Regions from separate parts of the Mus musculus genome. Here region 2 is linked to region 1. A link is a contact called in public HiChIP or PLAC-seq data. All regions are on one chromosome and are shown on one strand. The core of a region is the stretch at or near the end of the contact, and the rest is flanking DNA. Distances in the headings are between cores, read along the strand shown.

Region 1 (5,179 bases), core at 1,187-3,686:
CTATATGCAAAACTGTGACGCAATCCAGAAAGTGAAGGTAATCAGACATTTGCCAGAGTCTGTGATCTTCAACACTAATTTTGGCAGAGATTAGCGTTGACATTTCAACACATGTTGATTTTCAAGAATAAGATCTTAAAGGGGATTTCTTATTTATCACATTTTAATTAAGTACATATTACCAGACAAGTTACCAAACAATTTAATTTTCACAATAATCCATGCTGTTGGCTGTCCTATAAAGTACAGTGGCGTTGCAACACCTCTCATCATGCATTATTGAAAATGACTTAATGACACACATCTAAAAATATATGTCAAAAGAGCAGAAGGGCACGGGAGAGAAGGCTTAGTTAGCACTGTGTTTGCCTTGAACCCAAAACTCCAGAACCCAAACAAGAAGGAGGGGTGTGACAGCATGTGACTATAGTCACAGCTCTGGGGGAGGGGGGTGGCAGAGACAGGTGGCAGAGACAGGTGGCAGAGACAGGTGGCAGAGACAGGTGGGCAGAGACAGGTGGCAGAGACAGGTGGGCAGAGACAGGTGGGCAGAGACAGGTGGGCAGAGACAGGTGGGCAGAGACAGGTGGCAGAGACAGGTGGGCAGAGACAGGTGGCAGAGACAGGTGGCAGAGACAGGTGGCAGAGACAGGTGGGCCTAGGGTTGCTGGGCAGACTTGTCTGCTTCTTGGTTTCTGGCCAGTAAGAGCCCCTCACTTAGAGAGAGAGAGAGAGAGAGAGAGAGAGAGAGAGAGAGAGAGAGAGAGAGAGAGTGTGTGTGTGTGAAACCTGAAGCATGACACCTTAGGGTATCCTCTGACCTGCACAGGCAGCCACAGACTCCAGAGAATATAAACACTTTCACTTGATTTTTCTCTTTCTTTCTTTCTTTCTTTCTTTCTTTCTTTCTTTCTTTCTTTCTTCCTTCCTTTCTTTCTTTTTTTTGTTTTTTTGTTTGTTTGTTTGTTTGTTTTTTTTTCGAGACAGGGTTTCTCTGTGTAGCCCTGGCTATCCTGGAACTCACTTTGTAGACCAGGCTGGCCTCGAACTCATTAATCCGCCTGCCTCTGCCTCCCATAGTACTAGAATTAAAGGCGTGTGCCACCACGCCCAACTCACTTGATATTTTCACTTGAGCCACACACACATACACACGCACACGCACACACACACAAATGGAAAACCTAACACTAACTTTCAACCCATTCCTATTACTGAAAACCTCCATGCCTTGAAACCACACCTTTAGCAACGTTGACTAGTCCCTCCTTCCATAAGAAGTGCTGCACATGGCACAATGGACCTTATTTGCACTTTTCCAAAGCCTGGCTAGAAACCGCTGGTTCTTGATTCTTGTTCTCAAGTTTAACAGCTCCATTTATGAAGGCAAAACCCGAGTCCATTAAATAGCTATTGCCTCTATGTAAGATCCTGAAACTAGCCTTAAAACATAAAGATGCAGTGCTAAGAACACAGTACTCAAGCCCCATGAATTCCTTCAAGCACAGGGCTGTATTCTCTTGCTTTCTGGCATGACTATTCCAGAAGTGATCTCTTCAGTTTGCCTACAGATTCACCATATCTGTGTCTCTAACATGTTTTGTCTCCTGGAGACTTTATTTCTTCTATGCAAGGACATCATTTGACAGGAACTCCTAAGGCTTGAAGAAAAATAAAACAAGGGAAATAATTAAATTGGTTAGTTCACTGGACATGCCTTTAACTCCAATACTCAGGGGGGATAAACAGAGACGAAAGAGTTCAATTGACAGCCTTGGGTACATAAGAGCCATGCCTGAACAAACACACAAGTAAATGCGTAACAATAATAAATAAATAAGCAAATAAATAAATAAATAGGTGGACAACAAATGTAAATTTGAGCTCTGCTCCGTAATTGTGCCAAATCTTGCAAATCTTTGCAGTTGTGCCTTAGCACTCAAGGTGGACTTGTTCCCAGATCTTGAAGACACCAAGCTCTGCAGGCGTTCACCTTCTTTATATATAAAAAAAATGGGCTGGTGTTTCTATGTAACCTGTGCATATCCTTCCATACAGTCTGAGTCATCTGTAGATTATTTGAAAGGAATACAATGCAAACACTGAATCATTAAAGCTTATTGTTTAAAGAACAATTACAAAATGGGGGCCGGAAGGAGTGGGGGGACCCAAGCTTATACCTATGGCATGTTTGTGGCCCAAAATTCACACTGAAACCCAAGTGTTAAAATGATAGCAAAAGAGGTGTGACCTTAGGAAGATGAGCAGTTCATGAGGACAGAACCGTTGTGACTAGAATTAGTTTTCTTACATACACAGCCCACTGAGCTACCAAACCCATGCAATAGTCAGTTACAGTGAGACATCTCTATGTACAGGGGCCCTTCCCGATACCTCAACCATGCTGGCACAGTGATCACAGACTTCCTGCTTGCAGGGAGGCAGGCAAGCCATTTCTGTTGTGCCCAGATCACAGTTTAAGATGCCTGATTAGAGCAGATTAAGGCACACTGTAACTGGTTTTGCAGAACAGGAAACTGTGACTAAAGAAGGTTAAATAATTTCCTGAGAATGTGCAGTAAGTAGGAGTCAAAGTCACAGCCATGCCCTTTCTCCTCTGGGTATCTTGCCAGGTCTCTTTATCCACTGACATTTCCATGAGACAATCAATGTCACTCATTAGGCGTAACACTGGGCTTGGGGGAGTGAATTACACAACCATGAGAGTGTTCACTGGCCTTTTTGTACAGGAAAGGAACTATATCTCTTAGAATAACAATATCTTAAATTAAGACAAAAGTTTATCTTACACAGAGACTAGGTTAAAGTAAGTAACTACCTTTACCAGGGTAAGACCACAAAATCATTATCACATTTCCTTTTGCCTCATCACCTTATATTACCTGATCACTTTATATTCTCTAGGATGGGACTCTTATTAGTGTGGTCCAAATGATTTCCAGAGCCTCAGCCATCACCTCTATGTTCCATGAGCCAGAAAAGCAATCAGGAAAAGAAATATAGCACCTCTTCCTTATATGGATATATTCTATATGTAACCGTCAACACTCTCATCACCTTACACTAGATAGACTTCACCTCCAGGACTCAGCTGACTACACGGCAGACTTGGAAATGTGTGGTGCCTTCTGGCTGGCGGGAGTGGGGGGTAGGGAAGTGCTAGATCAAATTCAATTCTAGTATTATTATTCCAGAATAAAAGAATGGATACTTAAAGGTAATATCATAGATCTGCATAGGAATTTGCTTGTATTTCCTAATTTATTTCATAATATTTTCGATCTTTCAAACAAGTTTGAGGTAAATAGGATAGAGTCAAGGTAAATTTTTAGGAAGAATATATTACATTTTTCTCATTATAAGAAAAATCAAAATGGCTGATGCAATTTTCCATTTGGGAGCGTTGTTTCCAATGTGTATTATGAAGAACTAATGTTTACTAAATGAAATTAGCAGCCTTACTCCAGAGTCTGCTCACAGGAGACTCCATTACATGATCACTACGGTAAATTTCTACCAATGATAATGTACTTGAGTCTAACAGGTATTTGTTAGCCAAGCTTTGGGAAGATCAAGCGTAAATGTCAAAGTAGAGAACACAAGAAAAAAAAAAAAAAAAAAAAAAACAAAATTGTCAAGAAATTAGGCATGAATGCTGCTTCAGCTACCAAAGCAATCTGGACCTCTGTACATATGAATGTCCCCAGATGCTCGCAAGCATGCCCCAGTTAAATCATCATGACAAGACAGTAACAGATTGGTGCATCTATAGCCTGGGCATGGGCAGGCATCCTTGGACCCTGCTGCTGCCTACAAGTCTGGCTTGTTCCCTGGCAAGTCAGTTTGCAATGATAATGCAGAAGAAAAAAGTGAGATCAACAAAGTAGCCACCCAAACATGCAGGTTTCTTAAAAGTGTTGGAAGAAGTTTGGGGTGGGAGTCCATACAACCCTGGAAATGCCCTGAAAATTCTCTATTTTTCCCTCCTGTCCATGCCCCCATGATGTTCACCCCATCTTCCTTCTCCAACACCTCTCGTTCAAAACCATTTCCAATTTCCCAAAACCTTCTCAACTGTTCATCTCAATGCATTCCATTTGACAAATAACCTAAAACCAAAACAATTGTTCCTTAAACTCTGCACTGGGGTTCCTGTATGCAGTCAGCAGAGGTATGCTGGAGATTGTATCTAATGCTTTGATTCAATCAGGAATCTGTATGTCCAAACACTAAAGGTCCTTGTCCCCATTTGGTTTTTGATTGATGAATAAAGATGCCACCAGCCGATGACTAGACAAAGGGAGACAGGGCAGGACCCTTAGAGTCGCATAGGCTAGGACTCAGGAAGGAGGAGAAAGAAACAGCCATGACTTGGAGACGAAGGATGGGATGCAGGAGCTGAAGGAGAGAAAGCCAACCAGCCATGTGAGAATTCAGGTGGGTGGCCACGGGCCTGGGGTAGCAGGGGAAGGTTTAGAAGTGCCCAGCATTCGAGGTAATGAAGGCATTTTAAAATTAATTGGTGTGTGTGTGTGTGTGTGTGTGTGTGTGTGTGTGTGTGTGTGTGTATGTATGTGTGTGTCTTTCATCCTCTATTCCAAAGAGTTCCTGGGTGGGTGGCTGGAAACATGTGACCTGTCGGGAGCACAAAGTGATATAGCTCAAATTCACTCAACACAGGTGCACATGTGCATGCATGCACACACACACACATACACACACACACACACACACACACACACAGCCTTAAAATCAGTAATTAATGCATGTTCCTGCACCTAAATCCATAATCAAGATTTATTTTTCATCCACTTTGTATATTTCTAAAAACTCACCAAGTGAGGGGATTCTCTTACCTCCACAGAATCCTAAATGCTAAATATCCCATGGTGTTTCAATTCCCTTCATCTAAATTGCATTTCATGTAGTTTTGTCTATTTCACTATCCTTTAATATTTACAGATTTCTAAAGATCATGATTAAAATACAAGGTTCGAAACTAACTGTAGGCATGACATCATAAAAAATACCCTCCATATCATTTGGAGTGTCAAGTAGCACTTAGATAGTGACTGCTACAGCCTAGATGAGGTTAAACTGCCTCCTAACGTGTGCTCCTTCATATGAGAAGAGACTTCTGAATCCAGGGTGCTGTCCC
Region 2 (5,179 bases), core at 1,105-3,604, 45 kb before region 1:
ACTATTGCCTTTCATACTGTGCTAATACTGTGTTTTCTTAAGGAAAACATCAGAACAAACCCTTTGAAGTCTACTGTTGGCTTTTCTCTTCTCCTTTCATCCCTCTTTTAAAACAGGGTTGTGATTTCTAAATCATTCTGTCCTTCTTTTATCTACATACTTGTCATTGGATATACTTTCCTGTTATTTGTGGCTAAAATAAGAGTGTGTGTGTGTGTGGTGGGGGTGGGGGTAGCAACAAGTACATCTAATGACCTTTACTCCTTTTTTGCCCTTGAACATGATGCTGAGCTATTACTCACTACACTTGCTTCACAGACGCGCTCTCTGAAAACACGTATTATTACCACAGTCCATGTGTGGATTCTTCCTAGAGAGCAGTTACTAATATAACACAGAGACTATATCATCATCCTATCAGATGAGCATCCGAGTCTATGAACTCAACCGTCTAGAGTCATCAAACATCAGAAGAGACTCATACCAAATGAGAAAAGAATACTGCCTTTCAGATTACATTCCAGTCAGCAAAGTACAGTCTCAGCCATCGTTGCTTCAGTCCAACAATGATGTCATTCAGGTGTCGAATCGTATGACAGTCCCAGAAACCACAAATGCCCACCTGCTAGCAATGTAACGACACATGTTTTCAAAGCACATCAGTCAAGATCGTTGGCCAACAATGATGGCAAATATTTGGTGAGCCAAGGCACCAGCTCACTTGTGTTAGTACGAGCTGATATCAAATAAAGCCTATCTACAACAGAGAGTTCCACTTAAGGAGCCTTTAGAAGCCTGATGTGGTTAGAATGAGTGGAGCTGGCTGCAGAATGCTAATGAGAAAAGGAGTCAACAGGCCTGTTATGAAAGCACTGTGTGTTTGGGGAGTGTTTGCCTGGTCCCAGGAGAAGCAGCACCATCAGGACTGTTTGTCTAAGACAACAGATAAAGTCACAGCCACTAAACAGAACAAAAGGAGAACCGGCCTTCACTGTGTGTGCCATCTACGGAACCAGACATTTTCAAGTGCATTATTCTACTTAGTGTCCTCATTAATGCTACGAAGTAGCTTTGCTCACTGCTATATTTTCTTCACAATGAAAGAAACAAAACTTGTGTAAGTTTAATGTTGTCAGGGTCACCTAAAAAATATGTGGTGAGATCTGACTGGATCTGCTGAGGGTGATGGGTCCGCCATTGCCCTCTCCGGGGCACCCCTGAAGAGTCCTTTATCTACGTGAGAATCACAATTTCTGCACCTTAAGAAGAGCTCCCAAGACACTTTTCTGCTACCATTGACTCCGGATTTATTCTGTTTTCGTTGTCTTGCTTATTCCTTCATGAACATAGACTGAAAGGATGACTAAAGGAGAAAGGTATCCCAGAGGTCCCAAGGAAAAGCATTAAAGAAGCAGGTTGTTTCTTCCTAGGTTGAGAAGTTGAGATCTCCCTCTGGCCACTATGACACTTTTTACAAAGTTCTGTATTAGTGATAGAACCCCAAATGCCTCTATCATCTCATTTTACCTCTTCGAAGCTGTTATCAGATTGCAAAAAGGCCCAAAGATATTCATTGTTTGTGAATTATATCAATACTACCTAGATTACAGAAACCAGAGACAACTGACTAAATATAACATTTATATTTAAGACAGTGATGCTACGATTACAGGGGTTGCAACATATAAAATACTTGGACTGCATCTGGCATGCAGCCTGCTCTGTTAAGTACCACTTGATTTTAGTGTGATGGATGCCTTAGCTATCCATCAATGTGATGTACAGAGCCTTCACACACACACACACACACACACACACACACATGCATACACACAAACACACAAATACAGATAATACTAATTAGTGTAAATTACTCAGAATGTTGCCTCATATGTAACCAAAAATGTTAATGTTGGTTAACTCTCTTCCCAAGTAGAATCAGAAAAATACCGTCTGAGTGAGCAGTTTCCTTAGCTAGACTTGGACAGGCATGGTACAACTTTAACAAAACAACAGCAAAAATGACTTATGTACTTCTCTTTTTGAGGAGTTTTTATCCTCACCTCATCTGTTCCCACCCATCCCTCACCTCTTCCCCAAAGCCTGGAAGAATGGCTCAGCTTGGCTCTAGTCAACCTTTACAGTGAGATCATCTTATGTTCTTGAACTTAACTCTGAGACATGAAACCTCATTGGGAAGAAAACAGACAAACGGTCAGTTCTCAAAATCTAACTCTTCACGCCCTAAATAAGAATTCTCACACAAGCATCGCTAGTCATACAGGAAAGCCTAGCATGCAAAAGCCACACTGGTTTCTGGGTTTGAGTCGTTGATTGCATCCAGATAACAGGTAGGCCCTCTTCATCTTTGCCCTGGGATTCCCCATTTACCAAAAACAGGAACTTAGAGGCTTGCTTCAGTTTATGCTTAAGTGTTTTTAATACTCTAAACACTTCCTTCTCCCCACAGAGGAAAACAACATTATCTTTGTCTACCCCCCCCACACACACACACACACACATACCACATCACTTCGCCCAACCACCCTATAGGCCGACTGTTCCCTCTCACATGTCTTTGAGATAACACAGTTTTGAAAACTGGGCAAAGCACAGGTCATGAAGCTGAGTGGAATGGAGCCTGAATTTTGGCAGTTTTCTTCTCATTTCCGGGATTTTCACCTCCTCTCCACTTGAGGGGCCAACAATCATTCATTTAACAACGGTCTACAATAAGGTGACCAGGCTCTCCAGGAAGATCAGGAAATTCTAGCTGCTTCAGGGTCCTGCATGCAAAGGGGAGTCCGCATAGTGGGAACCACTTGTGCACAGCTCAAGTTATACCGGGAATACCAAGAATGTTCTAACAGAAAAGCTAAACTGTGAGGTATTTTAGTCCTAGCTTAGCAAGTGTGGTGCTGGAATGCATGTGATAAGGCTCAGTGCTATCTGGTTAGAATTATAAAGCACATTATTATTTTATAGGATTTATCCACAGTGCTCCACTGAAATGATTATACTCGGAAAAATAGAAAAATTCTGAATGATATTTTAGATTTCCTAGGTTAAAGAAAGAAAGAGGGGGAGGGAGGGGAGCAAGGAGAGAAGGAGGGAGGGAGGGAGGGAGGGAGGGAGGGAGGGAGGGAGGGAGGGAGGGAAAGAAGGAAGGAAGGAAGGAAGGAAGGAAGGAAGGAAGGAAGGAAGGAAGGAAGGAAGGGGAAAAGGAAAAGGAAAGGGAAAGAAAAGGAAAGGAAAAAGGTCTTCCTTAACAGATGATGGTCTGTGGTCAGAGCAATGACATGCAAGTTAAAAGGAGCTGGCATGTCTCTCATGCCTACTTTCCTCGAACCGGCCCATTCTGCATACACAGCTACTGTGTCAGCCACAATCCCCTGTGACTGCGTGCCCCACCCCCACCTCTTTCAAAAGTGTGTCCTTGCAATGTCCTAAGTGCCTGAGGAGACAGAGCAGGAGAAATGTCCTGAGCATTCCGGTTCCAGACACTCTTGCCATTCCAGGCAGAGGCTGCTCTCTTCAGCCTGTGTGCATTTCCGCCAGCCAGCCAGTTCAAGAGGCTTTACAGTGGGTCTCTTTTCTTAATGTCTCAGCAGCAGCTGCTGGCCAGAGCACATGACAGTGCAGCAAAGGTGCACGCTGTGGGTCTAACACAGACCTGGACAGCCACAGTGAAGAATGTGACAATGTCTCTGATTCAACTTCCCCTTGATACAGTTCTCTGGTGTCAATAGTGCCCGTGTCTGTCTGTCTGTCCAACCTACTAGAATGGAAGTAATTTTAAACTTCCGCAGCATCCTGACTTCCGTTCTAGACGTCCAGAAGAGTTCACAATCCAATCAAAAGAGAACGTCTAAATCCTTACATGAAATTTAAATGTCCTGATAAAATCATTCCTCAAAACAGCCTATCTGATTTCTCAGGAAAGCTTTTCCTTTCCCGACACCATTCTAAAGTGTCTGGGAATGCAGATGCTGATCTTCCGTGCCTGAAAAACGGTGTCATCTAAATGCACCCTCGTCTAAGAAGGTCTTTCATCCATCGAGAAGCGATGTCAGCCTCAGGCCCTGCGAGTTGAGTTCGTAACTGAAGACAGGAGGCAAACAGAGCCCTTTGCTGTTCTCTCCACTATGTTTAAGTCCATTTAATTAAGTCCACTGTCCTAGAGAATAGGTGAGATCTTAAGACAAACGAGAGTGATAGAGGGAGGGATGGAGGGAGGGAGGGATCCATGGAAGGATGGAGCGATGGAGGAAGTAGGAGAGGGTGTGGGGGAGTGGGGAGAAGGTGGTTAGTAGTAGCTAACCTTTCTCAGAAGTAACTAAAGGCAACTAAACGAGAAGAATATGTTGAGTAAGCATGGGAATGTCATCCACTTTGACTGAGTTCTTGCTGGACTTTAGTCTCTTAACTAAGCACGTGCTATGCACTGTTTAACTTAACGTTCACCAAGCTGTATGAGGTAAGCGCTGCTGAGTACCTCCATCTTGGAGATACTAAACCTGGCTTCTGGAAAGCTAAGTCACAGAGACAGATCCAGTGGCAGTCTAAGCACTTCCAGCATTTGGGGTGTAGGCCTGACTCAACCCCTTCAACACTTTAGTCACCTCACAGTGAGGGGGCCTTAGGAAAGCGGCTGAAGACTGGTGTAGCAGCGTACCTATTACATATCTAGATGGGACACCGCAGAAGCAAATCCTTAACCCTAAAGCTACAGAAAGAACTCACTCTTTAGGATGTAGAGACATTCTACATGTTACGATGCAGTGTTGATTTTCCTCATGGATTACACCTGATTCAGATTCTAAAATCCATGGCCCGAATAGCTTCACACTCCCAAAGGATCTGGAGTCACCATAGTCATTGAGTTTTAACACATAAATTGGGAAGGGGGGGTGGGGGCAGACTGCACAAATGTCCCGGCAGGTAAAGGCACTTGCCACCAAGCATGATGACATGAGTTCAATCCCCAGAACCTGCAAGGTCGAGACAGCCTCATTCTGCAAGCTATCCTGTGGCCTCTACATCACTTGCAGTCACATAAAGCAAAATGTATAAATGGCTGTAATCGTTTTTTTTTTTTTTAACATGTTCAGATCATTGAGTTTTTCAAATGTATCGGGATCCTATTGAGAAGCGCTGGGCCAGAGAATCACAGAGCAGT

Evidence for each region. HiChIP or PLAC-seq counts read pairs in DNA pulled down with a chosen protein or histone mark.
Region 2: a contact with region 1 is called in a BATF HiChIP or PLAC-seq map of CD8 T cells, with 23 read pairs. The contact joins two enhancer-like sites. A contact is called at or near these places in 20 of 484 Hi-C or Micro-C datasets (B cells, the G1E-ER4 cell line, the N1E-115 cell line and 13 more) and 9 of 115 datasets of contacts at active chromatin or transcription factors (CD8 T cells, the HPC-7 cell line, the SCID.adh cell line and 6 more).

The regions. Positions count from the first base shown.
Region 1 is chr3:136,695,273-136,700,451 of GRCm38.p6, reverse strand. The region is part of intron 1 of Ppp3ca (protein phosphatase 3, catalytic subunit, alpha isoform); the gene reads right to left. Among named protein-coding and RNA genes, the nearest start is that of Ppp3ca, 28 kb to the right of the region's middle. Within about 2 kb of position 2,436, at least 71 of the 459 cell types and tissues checked have an H3K27ac peak or open chromatin away from gene starts, as enhancers often do. A contact at or near this core is called in CD8 T cells, the G1E-ER4 cell line, the HPC-7 cell line and 6 more, where this site is marked.
Region 2 is chr3:136,740,131-136,745,309 of GRCm38.p6, reverse strand. All of the region lies in intron 1 of Ppp3ca (protein phosphatase 3, catalytic subunit, alpha isoform), which reads right to left. Among named protein-coding and RNA genes, the nearest start is that of Ppp3ca, 73 kb to the right of the region's middle. Within about 2 kb of position 2,354, at least 64 of the 459 cell types and tissues checked have an H3K27ac peak or open chromatin away from gene starts, as enhancers often do. A contact at or near this core is called in CD8 T cells, the G1E-ER4 cell line, the HPC-7 cell line and 6 more, where this site is marked.